2 separate regions of the Zea mays genome follow, and region 1 is linked to region 2. The links are chromatin contacts, called in public Hi-C maps. All regions are on one chromosome and are shown on one strand. The core of a region is the stretch at or near the end of the contact, and the rest is flanking DNA. Distances in the headings are between cores, read along the strand shown. Region 1 has its middle 86 kb from the start of LOC103638763. Region 2 has its middle 16 kb from the start of LOC100284102.

What was found. Hi-C and Micro-C count contacts between places; a contact is called where the count stands out from the background.
Region 1: a contact with region 2 is called in a Hi-C map of bundle sheath, with 4 times the contacts expected there. The contact joins two enhancer-like sites. A contact is called at or near these places in 3 of 25 Hi-C or Micro-C datasets (bundle sheath, ear and tassel).

Annotation. Positions count from the first base shown.
Region 1 is chr9:103,378,211-103,381,362 of Zm-B73-REFERENCE-NAM-5.0, forward strand. No RefSeq gene overlaps it. Among protein-coding and RNA genes, the nearest start is that of LOC103638763, 86 kb to the left of the region's middle. Within about 2 kb of position 1,436, at least 18 of the 20 cell types and tissues checked have an H3K27ac peak or open chromatin away from gene starts, as enhancers often do. A contact at or near this core is called in bundle sheath, where this site is marked.
Region 2 is chr9:103,066,190-103,069,242 of Zm-B73-REFERENCE-NAM-5.0, forward strand. No RefSeq gene overlaps it. Among protein-coding and RNA genes, the nearest start is that of LOC100284102, 16 kb to the left of the region's middle. Within about 2 kb of position 1,697, at least 11 of the 20 cell types and tissues checked have an H3K27ac peak or open chromatin away from gene starts, as enhancers often do. A contact at or near this core is called in bundle sheath, where this site is marked.

The DNA of each region.
Region 1 (3,152 bases), core at 186-2,685, 310 kb after region 2:
ATAAGAACAGTATTGGCACTTTTTCTTCATATCTAAATTTCCTAACTTGCATATACATTGTACTTGTGAAAATATGAACCGTTTCATCATGAGAAATAATAGTTTTTTTCTAGCGTAAGAGAAATTTGGATGGCGCCAGTCGTTGGTAGGTCTCAAAGAAGCTCGCGTGCACTCTACGTTCACGGTACCTCTCTCTGATGGATCTGCATTTTTATTTGTATATGGTTACTAAAGTTGGGTGTTGGGGTAAGCTGTTTGGCTGTTTTATAGAAATATGTATATGGTTACTATATACATTGCTATCATTTTGATTCATGATCAGATGAATGTAGTCCTCATTATTTGTCTTTAAGAACTATCCGTTGATTGGTAACATGCTTTATCAAATTCTCATGATTTGCCTTTAAGAACTATCTATTGATTGGTAATATGCTTTTGTTGTCTTTCTTTTACGGTAGAAGTTTCTAGCATCATGTGTGATGGGTACATACATGTATTGAATGCTAGAAGTATTTATGCTAAGAAGGTTTAGAGGCCACGGATGTGGCTGCTGCCCCTGCTTTCAGGCAAGCTTCTTTTTCTAATGGAGACAACTATCCTACCAAAACAAACATCTTTCACCTTTCACAACCTACTACTTGTTCTATTATTTTTCAGGCATTGGCAAGATACACAAGAAGGGAGGCAATTTGCCTATTATTGATTGGTTATATTTGTGCAACTCTTAAAGCAATTTCCATTTTCTTTTTGAATAAGTTAAACTCACAACATACTTCTTGTCTTGTATATTCTCACTACACTACCACAGACAAAGGTTCTATGTACTCTGGGAACTTCAAATTCACAACTGTAATACCCTAAAAGTTATATTTGAAGTACTTTAGGATGTTTACCTCAAAATTAAAATATTAAGGTTGTGAATCAATGGATTAAAAAAAGTGCCTCTCGGGGTTACATTATTCTTTTAATTGAAACATATACTTTGTGATACTCTTTGAAGAAGTATACAAAAGTGAGGCCTAATAAAAATTTCATGATCATTTATATAAAAAGGTAATAGACATTTAGGTTTGAAGGAAGTTATTACTCATTTTATTTAATAAGTAGTATAAAGAGGGACCCCAATTAGTTAATTATGTATTGCATCTCAATTAAGTTTAGGGGCATTTACTTAAAATAACAGAATACTAATAGTAAAATAAAAAAAATATTTTTGCATCATGTGGTATTTTGTTTGGGCATTCAAATATTTGAATATCAAAACTAGATTTGAACTTGAAAATAAATTAAAAGACAAAAGAAAAGAAAAGAAAAGAAAAAAAGAAAAATACAAACTCATACCTGCGTTTTGGGCCGAATTCCTAGTATCGCGGCCCAGCTTCCCTTTCCCACGCGCCAGCCACACGGAGCCTACGCGCGCAAGCTTTCTCGCCGACTGGTGGGCCCTCCTTGGCTGAGGCATCCCTGGGAACAAAGCTGCCGAGAACACTGGTGCTCCGAGGATTTTGGCCCCGCGCTTCAACAAACGCATTGGCGTCCTCCTCCACGGCTATATAATACGGTACGCCAGAGCCATACCATCCCGTCGAGCCCAACCCAGGACCCGCCACGGGTGAAGCAGAGGAGATCGTCTCCATAGCTACTCCTTGTCTGGGCACGAGACTGATGCCGGTGAAGTACTCGAGACAGTTCGTGGTGGCGCGCTACATGTGGTCGTGGCCTTCTCGGGCGACGTAGTCCACCAGAGCACTACCAATTGCTCACCAGAGAAATTTAGCCACCGTGGATCCGCTCCTCGCCGTGAATGAAGTCCGGCATGACAAAACCATGGGTAAGGAATCATCCATGAAGTTTGGATCCTCTCTTCATCGTGTAGAATTATTTGGGTGGGGATTTGGGGGCTGGGGGCGTCGAGCGCCTTCAATCTAGCCAGCCGCCGCATGCAGGGGCGACGCCGCCTCATCCGACCTGTGTGGTGAGGGTGGATCGGGTGCCATTGTATTCCCTATTAGACGATTGAGAATAGAGATGGTATAACTTTTTGGTTGTTTTAAATCATGACTGTCAGATCTTGAGGTGTGGTTAAGATTATAACCTAGCATATCCCTTCGTCGGTGTTTTATGGGTCATCGATCTTCGTATCAACGACCTCAGTTGCATACCGGTTCGTGGTCTGGTTCTTGCCATGGATATCAGATCCAATGGCCAGATCAAGACCGTGTGTAAGCCGCCGCGACAACGTTGCTAAAAAACCCTGGAATCTTTACAAATCAACTCGTAGTCCAGGTTAGTATTAAAACCATTACAGAGAGGCCCTAGAATTAATGAAAACAACCCTGAATCCTCGAATATTTATGCTCGCGGCCCAGCATACGCAATATACTTATAAATAAATTCTGAAAATGGTTTCCATTATAAAAACAATTCATAGATATTGGAAAACCCCATAACTTCTTCATTTTAACTATGTTTTAGTCTGTTCCAGTTGCGTTAGCTTCGTAATAAATTTTCCTACACATTAAAAGCATTATTTCTATCATCCTACATACTATCATAATTAGATATTTATTTAACTTATGTTTATTAGACTAACTCTTCTAATCGAGGCTAATATGTTTATAATTATAAATTTTACTAAAATATTATCTCTAATCAAGTTATAATGAGGTATCTCATTAGATTATCTTTCTCACATGATTTATAAGATCAACGTAAGACCTAGTTTTAATTGCTTAATCACATAGGTCTTCCGAAAACCATATCTCTTTAACCACAACTCTGATTTCAGTGATTCTCAAACCCATGATCTCGTAGTAGCGCATAGAATATTCTTAAGTTGTTTGTTCTCGTGATTGGTGTACTGTTATTTTTATGTACTTCTTGTTTATTTGTATGTATTGCTATGAGTAGCAGTGAGGTCACGAGAATCTGAAGACCAGCTTGGGAAAGTACTTTGGATCTTGAGTCTAAGGCAAGTTGTGCCCTTGATCACTCTTTTTTACCTAATAATGTTCTCCATTAATCAATGTGACTTACTCAGGTTAAATTGATGTGACCTAATAGGTTTCCCTAGTTTTGTTTACCGCACCCTTGCAGACATATGAACTATTGGGTAGACTTGCTACTACTCTACCTAGGTTTGGGATTAATGT
Region 2 (3,053 bases), core at 447-2,946:
AGTTATGAAATTTTGTTGTTGACAATTTTTTTTGAATTTCGGCTGTCAAAAATTGCATAAGAATTTGTCAAATTTAAAATGAAAATTTTAACTTTGGTATTTATGATCAATTTTGACTTGTAAAAAATTTAACTTCCTATAATCTCTATCAATTTACCTCTAACCGAATAAGCTGTGAATAGGGCCTCATATCTGTTCCCCGATACTGGATGAACCATGGATATGATACGCTGAAACCTGGGACCATATTTTGATCATGTCCTGAGTCCCGACTCCTGAGTGATGGCGACCTCAATGGTCAGCGAGGAATTCTGATTTGGATGCATTGTATCTGTGCTAGCTGTGTTGGAAATGACTGGGGATTTCTCTATACATCCGGCGGGTGTGTTCCTCGTGGACTCGTGGTGGTTGTTGATCTGGCTATGCATGTTACCGATCCACATGTACAAACTGTGGCAACAGGATGGGCAGCAAACCAACAGACCACAAATACTGGACGTTGCCACTATCCTGTTCTGCATATACTGGGCGCTTTTGAGCCTATTAGCGAATGATGTCCAGGCCCATAATTTGTTGATCAGTTTTCGTTTGAGAGGCACAAAATCGAAAGAGATCAGAGGAACTTGAATAAGAAGGTGATTTTTAGTCCTTCCAATACTTTTCGATTTTGTGGCTTCAAACTAGCCCTAAAGGCTACAGGTCATGCTTTACCATGGCTATGCTAATCGCAAATGAAGCAATTCAGTTGTATAACAGGGCCTCGTGATCGTATTAGCTAGATTCCAAAACCATCAGTCGTATGATCTTGACCTTTGTCTTTGTGGACGATCGCCGGATGGAGTATCCGGAGGTTCAGAATTAATGAGCTCGGCGACTACATACGACATACAATCTGGCCTTCCTCTTCTTGTCCTAGTAGCTTAGTGAATTACTATACGTCATCTTAGCCGCCGAACACGTGCCTAGCTAGTCGTCTCGTCGGCCGTGGGCGTCGCCGCTTCCTCATCGCCGGCGCCTTCCTTCCGGGACGACGCGCACCTGGCCGTGGCCGCCGCCGCCGCCGCAGCCTCGGCTGCCGCGAGCCTCTCCCGCAGGGCGCCTGCCTCGGCCCGGAGCCGCGCGTTCTCCCGCGCCTCCCGCGCGCGCGCGGCCGCCACGCGGCTCAGCTCCACGGCCAGCCGCGCGTTCGCGGCGCGGAGCGCGGCGACGCGCGACGACAGCTCGTCGAGCTGCCCCCTCCGCCGGGCGCGCGCGCGCCGCGCCGACTCGCGGTTCGACGCCTGCCGCCTCGCCTTCCGCTCGTCGCGCGCCGCGGCGCCTGCGGCCGCCTGCTCCTGCTGCTCCAGCTCGCCCGCGAGCATGCTCGCGCCGGCGCCGTGGCCACCGCCAGCCGCGGTGCCCGGGCAGGACGACGGCCCCTGGGCGAGCGAGCCGTGATGGTGGTGCGGTGTGACGAAGTAGAAGCTCGCCAAGTCTGCTGCGCCGAGCGTGTGGCACACCAACGTCGCCATGTCGTCTCTCTGCATGATTGGAATGGAAGCTAATAGCTGTTGCAGGGTAGCTCTCCCTCCGAAGTTAAAGTTGCAAATGACGAGGAGATGGTTTGGAAGCTAGCTGTTGTCGTATCCTCTTCCTCCTCTAAATCTAAAGAGGGACTCTTCGATCGATGAAGGGACCGAGGGAAGGGGACGACGACGACGACGTATTTATATATACAGATACAGATCGAGGTGAGTGAGTTTCTTTAAACTGCACACACAGAGAGAGAGCCCTAAAGCTTCAGGCATGCATGATGCATCGTGCTGACGGCGAACCTTCCTTTTTGCGTCCGATTGCGTCTCCATGCAGGATTATCCTGTCGAATTTCGGGGTGCGATTGCTGTCGTCTGGCTGCAAAAAAATTTGTTCGCCAAGTAGCACACGTCAACAACCATCGTAGGGCGATAGTAGCAGGGAGAGGAGATAGATATATAGGGCCCCTTTCTTTATTCAGAAATAGTCGTCTTCTCGTGTGGAAAACTATATATGCCATGGAGTCGCTCCAATTCCTGCCCACTCTTTTTCATTCATCGGAAATTTTGCACGCAGAAAGCCTTGGATTTCGAAGCGTTGATTTGAGATTTCGCGCCTTTTCTTTTTTCTGTGAGATTACTATCATGTTAAAGGTTTTTTTTTACGTCGCTCAAGAGCGCGCGTGAGGACAAGAATAGTGCACTTGTCCACGGGGGGTATACTTTAGTGAGCAGGTCTTTTCATTGCGTGACGAAGTGACGCCATTGCCTTTCGCGCCTTTCTTTTTTTCTTGTGTGTGTCGAGATATGATAGCAATATGTTTATGTATAGTGATGCCACAAATAATGCCAGTAGTTACATGTGGTTGTGAGGTTTCTGGTACTGTCGGTCAATCCCTTTGGCCTTGTATAGAGACGTTTAATTTGGTTCGATCGATAATACTCTATTAAAATAGTAGCTAATTTTAGGTTTTATTTGTCATATGCCCATACCCTTGTGTTCATTCATCTATGAGTATATTTGGAACTTGAATACAGACATGCATGCATCGTCTATGAGTATATATATTTTTGTGCTAACGCCGACATCTAAGCGTATGCACACGTACGCGATAATGTTCTTTACGATTTTAGGCTTCGTAGGCTTAACTAGTTTGCATATCGCCAGTTCTGATTTGCTTACCTACCAATGCCATTAGCAGCAATGATTGTTCCAGTTTGGTGTATGGTGCTTATAAGACAACGGGACATGCATGTCTAAAAGCAAAATGTATAGGAGTATTGTCCATTGGATCACCGGGGGTTTAATTAAAACAGGGCTTACTAATCTGACGACGACATGAACTTGTATATGGTGACTCTTGCTGGCCATCAACGTACTTTTGAAACGGCAAGGCATTGTCTTCCAATCTTCTCAACACCACCGTGATCGAGCTCAACAGCAGGTTACTGTCTTAGCCAAACTTTGCTTTAGCACTTTTCCGACCACCATCCTGTTTTTATTGCCATATGCCTATGCCATCTAGAAACACTTCTTTCTGA